2 separate regions of the Gossypium arboreum genome follow, and region 1 is linked to region 2. A link is a contact called in public Hi-C data. All regions are on one chromosome and are shown on one strand. Each heading gives the region's core, a stretch centred on a gene start, on an enhancer-like site or on the middle of the called end of the contact. The rest is flanking DNA. Distances are from core to core; before and after follow the strand shown. Region 1 holds the start of LOC108489949. Region 2 holds the start of LOC108489861 (protein NETWORKED 3A-like).

The links. Hi-C and Micro-C count contacts between places; a contact is called where the count stands out from the background.
Region 1: a contact with region 2 is called in a Hi-C map of leaf, with 4 times the contacts expected there. The contact joins the promoter of LOC108489949 here to the promoter of LOC108489861 in region 2. A contact is called at or near these places in 2 of 5 Hi-C or Micro-C datasets (both in leaf).

The regions. Positions count from the first base shown.
Region 1 is chr8:127,389,900-127,397,103 of ASM2569848v2, forward strand. It overlaps LOC108489949, which reads left to right and starts at 1,968. Exons shown (of 1, transcript XM_017794713.2): 1 at 1,968-3,101. The coding sequence starts at 2,175. The coding sequence ends at 2,585. LOC108450895 reads left to right here. Exons shown (of 8, transcript XM_053018219.1): 5 at 1-22; 6 at 179-272; 7 at 362-428; 8 at 837-1,090. The coding sequence ends at 852. It overlaps LOC108489947 (rho GTPase-activating protein 2), which reads right to left and starts at 5,293. Exons shown (of 5, transcript XM_017794712.2): 1 at 4,791-5,293; 2 at 3,935-4,055; 3 at 3,496-3,846; 4 at 3,021-3,353; 5 at 2,687-3,019. The coding sequence starts at 5,137. The coding sequence ends at 2,885.
Region 2 is chr8:127,159,513-127,166,720 of ASM2569848v2, forward strand. It overlaps LOC108489861 (protein NETWORKED 3A-like), which reads left to right and starts at 3,943. Exons shown (of 3, transcript XM_017794545.2): 1 at 3,943-4,085; 2 at 4,509-4,629; 3 at 5,972-6,975. The coding sequence starts at 4,524. The coding sequence ends at 6,708. LOC108489862 (classical arabinogalactan protein 26-like) reads right to left here. Exons shown (of 1, transcript XM_017794547.2): 1 at 7,027-7,208. The coding sequence ends at 7,108. It also overlaps the pseudogene LOC108452384.

The DNA.
Region 1 (7,204 bases), core at 718-3,217, 230 kb after region 2:
GGCCAAAGCAGTTGGAGGTGAGGTATGTGTATCTATCTACCTTAATAGGTAGCCTGCAGCTATCAGTCACTAATGGTGTTCGAATATCGTTGATATAACTTTATCTATATTCCTTTTATGTTTTCTCTATCTAAGGACAATATGGTAAAGTAATGACTTTCTGAGAATTTCTCCTCAGGTAGTTGAAGCAAAAGATCAAAAGATCCCAGATGATCTCTTGATTCTTTCCTGTGAACAAGATCTGGCAATCTGTAAACCTTTGCTTGAGAAAGGTTTTTACACCATTATCATGATGTCCCGTTTCTTTCTAATAAATGATCACTCAGCTTTGTGGTAATTGAACAAGTTTACTTTAATGCAGGAGCAACAGTGTATAGTTCAGAGCTTCTGTTAAACGGGATTGTCATCCAAAAATTGGAATATCAGAGGTAAATGTATTGGAATTTATATAATAAATATTATCCCCGAATCTGCCCATCTTGGCCGTGTGTACAGGCCTGTTAAGATAATCTGAAACTGTGGTTTACTTAGCTAAACTGATCAGGGCCATCATTCTGATAATTGCTTGGCATAGTATTTGAGCTCATTCTCACATTTAAGATCATCTAAATTTCCCCACATGCTAGTCATATGAGCACCTAATTTTGAACCAGAAACAAGGCACGTTATGGATCAGTTTCACAATCTATGTTGCTCAGACTATTCATTCTTCTTGAAGTATCCAAAGATCCTCCAAATATATATATATATATAACTTAGAAAAATCTAACCATACTCGTAGTGGGCACTTGTACTGTTTCGTTTTGTTCTTTTAATGTTGCATTGTCATCTTACAGGCATCAACTCTTCTGAGAGAGGAATAGACATGATCAAAGCTCAAGGAAACATTGATTTGTGCACTTGTAGACAAGAAGGGCGGGGTCCTAATTTGTACAGTCAGGTTAAAATGTCAAATACATGGGGGCCACTGTGATGTTAGAACTCGTAGACTTTAAAACCCATTTTGCTCAGTGAGAATGCTATCACATTATGGAAATTTGTAAAAGACATGCCGCATTTGATAAAATATTGGACGGTCATGATTGGTTAATGGGTCTTCATATTCACTTGCCAACTGAAACAACAGTCCATGTGGGGATTCATAAACAATTAAGCATCCTCCTGTGGTCCAGTCAGAGTTCATTGTTTTCACTAAAACATTCAGTATCGGGTCAAAGTATGCTTTGATATCTATCTATCTATATATATACACTTAGTAAGAATTTGTCAATCCATAAAACTTCATATTTTTTTCTAAAACAAATGTCTCACGTGAACACTTATATTTTGAATTAATTCTTTATATACAGCTAATATTTACGACTCTCAACAGCAGCAGACAAATAAGACTGCAGATGCCAAACGCAGTAGCCAATATTTAGGTCAAATTTTAGTTTTGATCTTTCTATTTTCCTCAAATTTTAGAATTGGTCTATTATACGCAAATCAGCGTCAATATTTTAAACCCGAACAGTTAATAATATTATTCGGATTAATTGATGATTAGGGCATCCCCAAAATGGTAAATAGTCCGGTCAAAATTTAAAAAATTATAAATCTCTATATAATGGTAAAATTGGATTTTGGTCTTGCAAATTTTTTAATTCGATTTTGGACCCAAAGCAATTTTATGGCTTCGTTCCTTCTAACAAAATTATAAAAATAGGACCAAAAATCAAATTATAGGACTAAATCCAAAATTTTGAGCATAATAGAGGGATCAAAATCAGAATTTGACCCAAAATTCATGAAGCAGATTTCATTTTTCTCCTCCTTGGTCGTTGGGGGCTGCCAAGTTATTATTCTATCATAGCCCCTTTTTAAAAGGTAGAAAATCCGTGTGGTCAACACTGCTTCTAGAATAGTTGGAATACATACATAAACATACATATATATATTCTTTTTGTTCTAGAAGGTGAATTAGCCAACGGATAATTGTTTTTTTCTTTTCAAACTCAAACACGCAAACGGTGGCGGAGGCGCCGCTGGCGGCAAAAGTAGCACCACCTCTCCTTTTCTTTTCAAATTCCTTTTATAGTAATATGTTATATCTATTATAAATAAACACTACGTATTGGGGACTCCAAAATAAGGTTATTACTTGTTTACTTTGTTCTTTAGTATCGACAAGAAACATGGAGATTACAAATAAAGTTGTTGATGTCTCTTATTTCTTCCACTTAGAGACTACCGGCGATTCCGAAGCCGGTTACTTTGATCCCGCCATATCTGTTATCAACCATGATGAAGATGACAACGATGATGCCGAGTCATGCAGCTGTGATGATGCCACTACATCTGAATCTGATCTTCTTCATGTGGTTAATTATAGCTTAGATCACAAAGCAAATGTTGGCGATGATCATCACGAAGATGAGGAAGAGGATGGGGAGGTGGTGGACCAAAATGGGGTTCATTTGTGTAAGAAATGTATTAATGGAGTTGTGGTAAAACAAAACAAGAAAGCATCAGCTGTTTCTTTTGATTCAACCATGAATGAGATGGAAAAGAACAAGCTGTTCTGGGAAACCTGTCTAGCATCTTAGATGCTGTTCTTTTTCTGTTTTGTTTTTTTGTCCTTTCTTTCCCCCAATTCCCTGCAAATCAACCATATTTAGATAGAATAGGCAATGTTAGAGAACTTCGATTTCAAACACAAACACAAGTTCAGCCTCATTACTGAACCTTTGATTCAAACAATACTAACTTTATCGATTTACAGAAGCAAATCATGAACGAAGAGCAACAAAGTATTGTTTTACATAATGTAAGGATGAACCATCATCAGTCAGATAGCATTAGACAAGGACAGTGACAATCTAGATTGTCTATCATCTCCACATCCTTATGTGCTTGGCTCTTCCTTCCGACCGGAGTCCCTTCCATCACTAATTCTCGAGGCAAAAATTCTTTCAGGTAAGACAGTAACTGGACTTGAATGATCACTTTGTAATTCGTTAGCTGGTTCCTCCAAAAAGACTATTGGTGACCGTCTTATTATTCTCATCTAGTTGCCTCAAGAAGCATTCCTCTATTTCATCTAATGACTGAACTTCATCTTCGTCTCCGCTGTAGCTATTGTAAAGGGCATTATCATATTCTGATGTTGGTCCTTTCAGCTCGCAGCTCGTTTCCATCTCTCGGTTACTATCAAACTCCTCATCGGTAGGGCCATTGCAAGAGTGAGACGACATTGGTGAACATCTCCCTCCTGTTGCGCTCTCTTCACGCTCCTGCAGTGTCCTCATGATCAAGGTCTTGAGCAAGTTCATTACTTGAACAGCATGCATCAGAGCCGTCAATGGATCAGACATCTACTCGAGAGAAAATCAAAATAAAAATCTTCATCTTAGTTCCCATGGCAGTTTGTAGTATTTGACAACAATTTTAAGTACATATCTCTGAATACTGATCCAACAAATGTCGTTATGCAAACTAGAAAATTTTGTTTGATACCTGAGTCATATTCGGAGCAAAAACCATTGCGATATTTCTCGCATTCATTTTGTTCGATTCCTCTTCCTCAACAACATCCGCCATAAGATCAACAGCCCAATTGAGCAATGCAGCTTCAGTTGGCTTTAGTTGCTTCACAAGATCGACAGATTCTTCTTCGGTATTGCATTGGAGAACCTGTTCAGGGGAAAGTCCATCTAGCACCCCTGCAGGAAGTTCCCGGAACCAAGCCTTTATAAGGCCAGCAAGACAATGGACGTCGATATTATCCGGCACTATGCCCCTATTGAGCTGATCTCTTACATGCTCCTCCTGGCTATTTTCGGGATTTATCCGGAAAATTCCTTCTGCCTACAAGATCAATTGAGCAGAAAACCATGATCATTCAATTGCATAGAGTTGAATTGAATAGTAGTTGACAATGTTTATAACTCCAAACCTTTAGCCCTCCTTGTGAATAAAGCCGCTCCTGCATTAGTAAGAGTATAGTGGGGACACTATTCCCTTTGGAATCGAACGAGCATTGCATTGATTCGGCTGAGACACCAAACACACTAGCACTGTAATGAATACAGTCAGTTGCAATTAAGGACCATAGTAATAGAACAGATAAAACGTCTATATGCAAAAGGTCCTAGTTCGAGCCTTGCCATAAGCTCACTTTACAGCAACCATGGTGCTGTAATTGAATAGGGAGATAAAACCCTGATTGGAGAAAAGACCGGACTTGGCTTGTAAACCGCAGAGGTACATCAAAAGAAGTTTCTTTGAAAACCCAAATTTCTTCATAGACAAGATTAGCTTGCAATAAATATTTTGCAACTAAAAACAGTCCAGAACATGGCATCATTTATTTGCTTCACCTATACAAGGCAGGGTCAGTAGCTACATTTATTGCACACTTCAGGTGCTGCAAGAAATAAACCTAATATAACCACAAATCCTAATACCCTAAAATAATACTAACATAGCCTCTATCACTCGATGAAATTCACTGCAATTCCACAAGGAACTCAAAGTCCAATTATTTTACTGCTTCTGGAAAAAGGAGTAGGACAAAATAAATAAGGTCTACATATTATAATAATCATTTGTCAATTTCATATAGCTTTTATAGAAAGCGACAAACCCAGTTTAATAAATTGTTTATTTTCAAATTTTCAAAATGAAAAAGAGCTTGAAATCAAAACTTTGAAAATAAATTTCAGATCTAAACTACAGAAAACACTTAACATTTCAACCTGAAAACAACTAAAAGAAATCAATCTTTAAAGAGACCAACAAAAGAAAATTACCTAGCACTTGGAACCCGACCGGGGATCTCGACTTGGAACTCAACGGGAAGACCCAAGAACCCATTGAACCGATCAAATGTAACATGGGTGATGTGTTTGACGTTGGTCGGCCATCCGATTTCCATATGATGAACGGTGGAAGAAGACATTACTTCGTCTCGTCTATCAACACGACAAGACACCATGGATTTCCTCAAAGCAGCCAAAAGCAAGGCCACGACAGAAATCTGGTTCTGCCGTTCTTCTTCCTCCTCACAGCTCTTGAGCCCTCCTCCTCTTCCTTTAGTTCCGCCCTTCCCACCGCCACCACAGCCACCTCCTTTGGTCATCATTACTAGACCTGTCATTATCTTCCTGTTAGCTTTGGGTTTTGCTTCTCTTCTTCGAAGGTCATGAGGTTTTTAAATTTTGTGGACTTGTTATTAAGAGATGCATCGGAAGTGAAGCTTTTCAAGTTTCTAGAGTTAACGTCCACTTGTGTTTTCAAATTTTTATCTTTGTTATTCACTTTATCTACAGTGGAATTTATTGTTTGCCCTTATAGTTTGAGTGATATTACGAGAGTGCCATCTACCCCAATTGGTCACTGACAAAAATCATTCTTCTTGGGAAAATGACACTATTATTTTGAAGATTGGGATTCAATTATATGTCCCATTTACTACTTTATTTCTTTTAAATATAATTCATGGTCTTTGGTGAGAGATTTGAATCAGGGTTTTTACTAAAATTTTAAAAATTTAATAATAATAATAATAACACACACAAAATAAAATATTTTAAAATTTTGATTTCAATGGTACCAGATTAGAATGAAATTATTTGTAATCCAACCTAATATTTTTACCATTAGATTAAGAAATTATTAAAAATAATTTTTAATATATACAAAGAATTAACTTTAAAATGTAGTTTTATATTATTAAATATTTTACGAATCTAATGACAATTCATATTGATATATTTTATATTATTTTATTTTTAATATCACTTTTTCCTTTTAGAATTTTCTAAATTATTAAATTTAAGTTGACAAAATAATCATAAATATTAGTATTTTAAAATATTAGCATTATAAAAGTTTTTAAAATTATAAAAACCTTTCTAGTTTTAGGATTTTATCATGCGGAAACCATTAATTATTATTAGAAATCTTATCACATGCGTATGCATATGTATATGAAAATTACGGATTTAAAACATAAATGTGTATTTAAAAATAACATATAATAAATAATGAAATATATGGTTTGAAATTAATTAATCATAATAACAGATGAAATATGTATAATATTAAAATAAAAATCATATTAAGTTTTACATAAATACATTAGGTAAACAATACTAAATGCTCTACAATTATTTATTATAATTTTATCATTTGTTGTGAGTTAGTGTTGAGTTGACTTGTGATACCAACAATTAATAACATTATTAATAAGAAATCTTATCACACGCATATGCATGTGAAAACCACATATTTAGAACACATATGTGTGTTTAAAATAGTATATAGTAAAAATGAAATGAATAGTTTGAAACTAATTAATCATAATAACACATTAAATATATACGATATTAAAATAAAAAATTAAATTAAATTATGAGTAAAACAAAATTTAAACACATAAATATATCAAATTAACAACACTAAATGCACCACAATATTTATCATGGCGCTATCATCAAAATAAAGGTAATAAATTGTGTATATTAAAATAAATACATATGAAATTATTAAAATAAAACTTTAGTTGAGTGATAAATTTAGAGTTTTCTTAATTCAATTGGCATGTGTTCAAATTCCACTATATACATTTTCTTTTCTTTTTTGGTTTTTGTCGAATGAAAAAGTTAAAATACCCTCAAATAATATTATTTATTTTAATTACGGAAGAAAATTTTTATAATTTTTCTAATGAATTGGTGACTCGATTGAGGTGACACCAACTCAAGTAAAACACTTAATAAATAATAAGTATAAATACACAAATATATAAAATGTATATAACATAAATCGTGCATATTAAAAATGTATAAAATAAAACTTTGGTTGAGTGATGATTTTAAATTTTATTAATCCAATAAGTGTGGATTCAAATCCTACCATATATATACATGTTTTTGTTAAAATAAAAACACTAAAATACCTTTCAATAATATGACTTATTTTAAATATGGAAGGACATTTTCTTAATTTATTAATCGAATTGGTTTGTGACACCAACTTAACGAGATTTTATTAATATTATAGATTAAATTATATTGATTATCACATCATCATTAAAATGATATTCATTTTAGTTTTTTATCTTTTAAATAACATAATTTAATTTTATAATGAATATATTATTTTTCCCATATATATTAAAATAAAACAATTTTAAAAATAGGTCAACAGTAAAATTATTTAA
Region 2 (7,208 bases), core at 2,693-5,192:
ACACATCATCCACAGTCAATGAGATGATATAATCTGTACAAGTAGGCTGACGACACTTTCTTGCAGCAAGAAGGAACTTTCCATCCTTATTTGAAGCTGCCAAAAACATACACTTTGAAACAATTTAAAATAATATAGCTAAAAAATCAATATATAAGGAACTCACTACAATTAACAAATAGTTACAGTACTAACTTTCTATGAATATAACTATGTAAATATCCTTAATGTGTTTAATTCAATCAACAATCGTTAGCAAAATTTGCTTTTAGAAGGCAACAACAAACAACACAACTTTACAAGTTAATATATATGAGAGTAAAATTGACAATAAACCATTCTAGAAGTAAGAAAATAGAAAGCATAAATAAATAAATAAAAGCCACTCACATTGGTTCAGGCCAAGGTAAAGATAATATGTTTGGTTGTTACAATTGTGTTTTATGTAACATTGAAGAAGGGAGTGCCTTGGACCAGGCTGCAAAGGGAAAAAACAATGAATATATGTAAGTAAATTTAGAATTACTCATCCACAAATAATCAATGAATAATGAAAATCGTTCCAAGTACAAACATAGAACTTATAATCTATTCTACATAATAACTTAGATTCTTTTCAAGAAATTACATTGCCTAAGAACTCTTAAGTTCACAATTCATATTAGACAACTAGCTGTTGAGAAAAACTCTATATTCTCATTTTATTACTAGAATTTCAAAAAATTTTACTAAACCTTGTGATGATGTACAAGATATTGATCTAGTACCGAACTTTTGATTCTAAAAGTTCCTTAAAAGTATCGAAATGTGATACTATAATGCAAACTATGTAATACAAATCTTAGTTTAAACTAACCACTAATAAGGGTCAACACCATTCAACCATCACTAAAGATTCAAAGCCAAAATGTATGAGTGAAAGCAAATCGATCATATAAATAATAAAATATACTTAGAAAAGGAAAGAAACAAGTACATGCTGGCATCTATCACCTGCTTCAATGAGATTGGGAATGTCAAGTTGCCGGAGATTTCTAGGGTTTTTACAAGTTCCTTCATAATCTCTCTCCAATTCCTACACACACTGACACAAGAAACTACTATTTTTCTTGTAGGCCAAGTAACCTCCGATGCTTCTATTCTCATCAACACATCCCTTAAAAGCTCGTATGGCATGTTTACCCAACAACTCTGCTTGAATGCATCGATGCGAACTAAGTTATCTTGTACTACCCTAAGCAACCTTGATTAACATTTTCTAGATATACTCCCTAACTCCCCTTTCATGTCCTAGATAATGCTCTTAAATGGCATTGGTGGCTCCTTCACTTCTAATTCTCCAAGACCCAATTATTGTTTAACAGTGTAGTTCACCTCTACAACCTCAAAACATCCAAGTTTCCCTCAATTCTCACCAAAATCACTACCCAATCAACACTAATGATTTCAATTGTGGAATTATACCCTCCAAGATTTTAATCAGCATGATATTGAATAAGATCCAAAGTGATTCAACACCAATCATCAGTAATTCTCTTAAAAAACAATAGAGATAACCATAACTCTCTCTCACAAACACTCAACATTATGCACCAATAGCTTGGGATTTTATCAATAGTACAAAAGAAAAAAAAATACCCTTCACCTAAAAAATCTAGTAACTGAACAAAGGTAGTGTAAAAAATGATCAATAAGTTTAAAAGAAAAAGTATTCAAACAAATTCCCACAAATCTCTCTCCTTATCCTAACTAACCAAGACTCGTAAAACTAACACATAGTATAAAAATGAAGACATATTATGAATTATCAAAGTACATGCAAGAGAAAGAACATCGAGATGGATTGGGTTAATGCTTACCAACTTGACTAATTTTTCAATTTTCATAATATATAAATATCAAAATTTGACAAATTAAATTAATTTTAATTTGTCAAAATTAATTTTTCAAATTTTATAAAATAAAAGTCATGATTTAATATTAAATTCTATATATTTAGAAAAGAATAATTCATAGCAATTGTACACAAATCCATATTAAATTTGGAGTTTTATAGAAGTGTTTTTTTTCTAAAATTTTATTTGCACTATTCTTTTATAGAAAGTGTCTCATTAAGAAATTACTCTTTGGGTAAAAGAGTGAAAAATAGAGTATACTTATTGATAATATTGGGATAAATCAAAATAGTCATAAAGCTAACATAATCAATAAACTCGGATGGTTGATCCCATCAAATACAAATTATTTTATCTAAAGGTAGTAAAACTAGCAAAGTAATAAATTGGGGGTTGTTATGAGGAAGTTCGGATTCAATTTTAAAAATGATTAAAATGAAATATTTTTGGTCATTAAATAGAATCCAAGTTGTCTCATCTTTTCTTCCACCGGATATCTCAAATTGGACAAAATTTGTCATCACATCTCATTTGCATTTCATGCCCCATAAAATATACTCTTAGTAACTCCTTGAAGCTATATATTTGCCTTTGTCCACACACACATTTTAATTTCACAAATCCAACCTCCAGCCTACATCATCTTTCTAAGCCCCGAACACCGCCAAAAGTCACTCCATAATGAGTTGCGAATTATCATATGTTAGAAGTCGACGAATCATTCGATAAGTTTGATATTTTCTTTACTGAAAATTTTGTTTCCCAAGTTAGATGCTTTAACATGCAACGGAATTATAAAATGAGAGTGCTTTATAGAGTGTCTAAAAAGACAAACAATGCATAATTATACACTGTTAATCTTGAAATTATGTCTTATAACATATAAAACATTTAAGGGTATAAAGCAGGGTAGCTGGTATTGTTTCGGTACCGCTCATATTGGCTAGAATGCTCTGTTTCAGTAGTAGATCCGAACAACAAACTTTTAGTTCCGTTTCAATACAAATTTTAGTCGATATCGCTTGTACAGGTGCGTACTAGTTGATTTTGCATGTATTGCCCGGAATATGGTGTACCATATTCATGTGAAGCGTGGCATCCTCCTCTTCTTGCTCGTAGACTAGAGGTATTCACGATCCGATCCGCCTAAATCAATTTGAATGAAGTTTGAGTTTAAATTTTCTTACAATTGATCCAACTCAATCCGCAAATTGGCTTTAATTCATTGCATTTGCCTCTTTCATATTTTAATTTAGGTTAAAATTTGCCACAAGCCCCCATACTTTTCTAATAATAGGAACTTAGTATCTATATTTTTAGTTCATGGAATTTAGTCTATCTATTTTTCAAATTTCAAAATTTAGGTACAATTATTAATACTATTAATTTTTTTGTTAAATTCAAGTTAATTAAGTAATCATTTTAAATTACATGGGTACCAAATAAGTATATTTTTTATTCAAAAAGTCATAATAATAAATTTAATAAAAAATTATCAATGTTAACAATAAAACCTAAATTTTAAAATCTAAAAAAACTAAATTCCATAAAAAAATACAAAACTTATAACATAACCTTTAATTTATTCATATAAGCCAGGCATTTAATTTATCCTAATCATAGAAAATAATTCATGCAAATGGCACGCCAGACTCATCCGTCAGGAAAAACAATACTCTTCGTTAATAAATCAAATACAAATTAACCATTTTTGGCTTCACCTTTAGCTCTAAGGATTGGAAGTTCCCTTTTCCTTTTCTGTTTTTTTTTTTTTTTGGGGGTGGTCTTATGACTGTTGTGTCTGATATTTTCGACCGTTACTAAAAGTATTTATTAATTTGGAAGGCCATATTGTGATGACGCTGACATGTACATCTGCGTCCTGCTCCAACCCCACCCTCCCAAATGAAATATTTACATTTAAGTTCCATTTTAATAAGGAACTAAGCTGATTTTAAGTTAGTCAAAATTTTGTTTTTCGACAGAAAAACACGTGTAAAAAATTAATTGGTCTCACAATGAAAAATTAAAAATTAAATATATTCCAGAAAATGCGTATTTAATTCAAACAATGCCAATATATCAATGGACTGAGTAGTGAATTGAAAGCAAAGAGAGAAGAAGAAGACAAAAGAGGAACGCTCCCTCTCATTTTCCATCAACCTGAACAAAACCATCTCTCTTTTCTGGGTAAATCAATCCTCCTTCACTCCCTGTACATTTGTATTATAATTGTATGTTACAGCTTTATGAAGTAGAAGGATACTGTGAAGTTCCAGTGATGGGAATTGATCATGTTTTCTACATTACTTGCATAAATTCTGGGAGGCGCCACTAGATTGAAATTCCAGATTTCTTTCCATATAAATCCCTTTCTTTTTTCAGTTTTATTTGGCAGGTTTTACCATCTAAATTTCCCGCTTTTCGATCTCGTTTTTCATGCCTAATCTATTTCCTGTTTTGTCCCCCCTTTTTTTAGCATAAATACACAGGGGACTAGCCCTGTTTCATATCGTCTTCATTTCTCTTACTCTTTCATCTGTATATTAGCCTTTAGTTTCAGGTTTTAGAGTTTCCGTCCTTTGGTTCTTAAAACTCTTTTGTCATATTAAGGTAAAAGAGGAGAAGATGGTTCACATGATGAACAAGATCGAGGAAAGTTCAAGATGGTGGTGGTTTGATAGTCACCACGACGGTTCAAAGCGCTCCCAATGGCTTCAATCCACTCTTTCTGGTAACACCCCTTTCTCCTTTCTACTTTCTTCATCACTATCTTAGAGCATTTCTTGGCATTTCTTGTTTCTTGACCGTTGGAGACATTGTGCATGCCTTTTTCTTTTCATTCTCATGAACGTTTCAATTTTTTTAAATTGCTTTTTCTGCAGTATCACTTTACAGATATGTAAAAAAAGGACAAACAAAAACGAAATGATGAGAAGACTCTGTTAACTTTTAACCTTGAGGTGAAGAACAAAAGATATTAATAATGGGATTGCAATGGTTTCTTGAGAATTGGATCTAGAAGAGCAAGGACTAGGGAAAAAGAAAAAATAATTTTATGCTAATAGTATTATTTAACAAACATTACAAAGTAATCCTAATTAGTGTATTATTGACTGCGTAATGACTGACTGGTGGGGCCTTATGTTATACAGTAGGTTCCACCAGAAACCCTTTTCTTTTATTTGTAAGACAAGGGTAGAGATTATTCAGGAACCTGAGAGGTTATCTTAGTGTGAAATACATTTTTTTTTCTCTAGGAGCACAGAATGGGGTTGTGTTGGACAACAACTATATGCTTACTATACAAATAAACCTTCTATTTCAAATTTTCAACACCAAAGCTAGAAGTGAATCTAGTTCTAGGATTCAGGATACAAGGTTTTTGAAATCAGAGACCTAACAAGCTGGTGTGGTCTTGGCAACAATATGGAATTTAACCTTGAGCCGAAGATTTGCTCATGGTGTTAGGGATGCAATGGCATGATGAGCTGGTATTGGAATGGTTGACTTGTAGTTCCTGTTTTGTGTGTTAATATCTTAATCATCATGGCTTGCGTTTGGATGGCTGTTCAAATTTCTGTTGTCTGAGATCTTACAGGCTTTAGCATGTACATGTGGGTGGCCCTCAGTGTACAGGGACCCTGAAACTGAAGTCCCACCAGACATTGTTAACTTTCTCACTTTTCCATATTTCCCACTAACTTCTAAGTGTAGCTTTGCAGCTCAAGTAATTAGTCTTCCAAAAACGTTACTTTATGAGCTAATAATGAATTGGATCCCTTGCATCTCAGGTTAATTATAAATGGATCATTATAGGGAACGGGAATAGATTTGGATAGGACCCTTTGCTCATATTTAATTTAGCAATTGATCCTTTCTCTTCTATATGTCTGCCATTGAGAGATCTTTGCTTGATTAAAAGACCAGAAAGGTTCTGTTGCCATGTTGTTTTACCAGGGTGAAACGTTAACATTGACCAACTCATTAAACTTCCTGGAATTATTTTCTTTTTCCATTATTTGTTTGTTCTGTTTATTTGCTGAAGTGATTGAATGGTTTTATTTTAATGATAGAGTTGGACTCCAAGACCAAGGCAATGCTAAAATTGATTGAGGAAGATGCAGATTCTTTTGCAAAGCGTGCAGAAATGTATTACAAGAAACGTCCCGAGTTGATTAGCTTGGTTGAAGATTTCTACCGATCCCATCGTTTACTCGCTGAGCGGTATGATCAAATTAAGTTGGACCCTGGAAATCGCCTTGTAACAACATTGGGATCCCCGTTTTCTTCCATGAAGTACTGCCATTCAGAGAAGACGATCAACTTGATGGATAAACTCTATGATAGCAGCTCCGAGACCTTTGATTCTGAAGACTATGCTGAATCAGAAGTTGATGACCCTGAAAATGATGAAACTGGGGAGGAAGTCGAGGATCCCAAGCAGGAAGATAAATACGAAGCCGGTTTAGTAACTAAAGAAGGCCATGTTGTGAAGGAAGATGAATCTTCAAAGGTGTTCCGTGATGAATTGATGAAGTTAAGGGAAGAAATAGAGAAACTGAAAGAAGAGAACAAGGTTCAGAAGGCTCAATTAATTCAGAAAGATGAAGAGAAGAAAGAGGTGATTAGACAACTCAGTTATGCTGTCCAAGCGCTCAAGGATGAGAACATGGAGCTGAAGAAGAATATGGTTAAAAGACCATCCCCCAGTAAATGGAGTCCCTTTGAATTTAACAAAATAAAGGGAGGACTATTTGGGATGTTGTTGAATGGGTCCCCATTGTCTCGTTCTACTATCATTGCCCTGTAGTTTTAGTTAGGTTGCATTAAGGTAAGTAGCATATACATATACATATAGGAAAAGAGGGCAGTTCAAATTAGGAACTTAGAAGAATTGTCATACATGTGTTTACCTTCTGAGAAAATTTTTCAGTGTTTGCTATTCTTTCGTTCAATTGTTTCATTTGTGTACTTGTTTTCCCTTGTTACTATTTCTTTTTTTGTTTTTCCTTATTGTGACAGAGTTGAACTTAATGTAGTCTTTGTGCTAATAATATAAGCATTTTTTGGTACCAAATCAGAGTTCATACTAATAATTTGAATTAAATATAATAGTCAACAACCATGGTTAACAATATCAAAAATAAATATATAGAAAACATAAAAAGAAAAGAGTGAAGCTACAAGGAACAATGCCATCAGCAGAAATTCACACACCAGAAAGCTTCTGCAATATACTAAATACTAGCAAACCAAGAAACAATGTTGGTTTTAAAGCTCGAGCTGAAGTTGGATAAACCGAAGTGGATA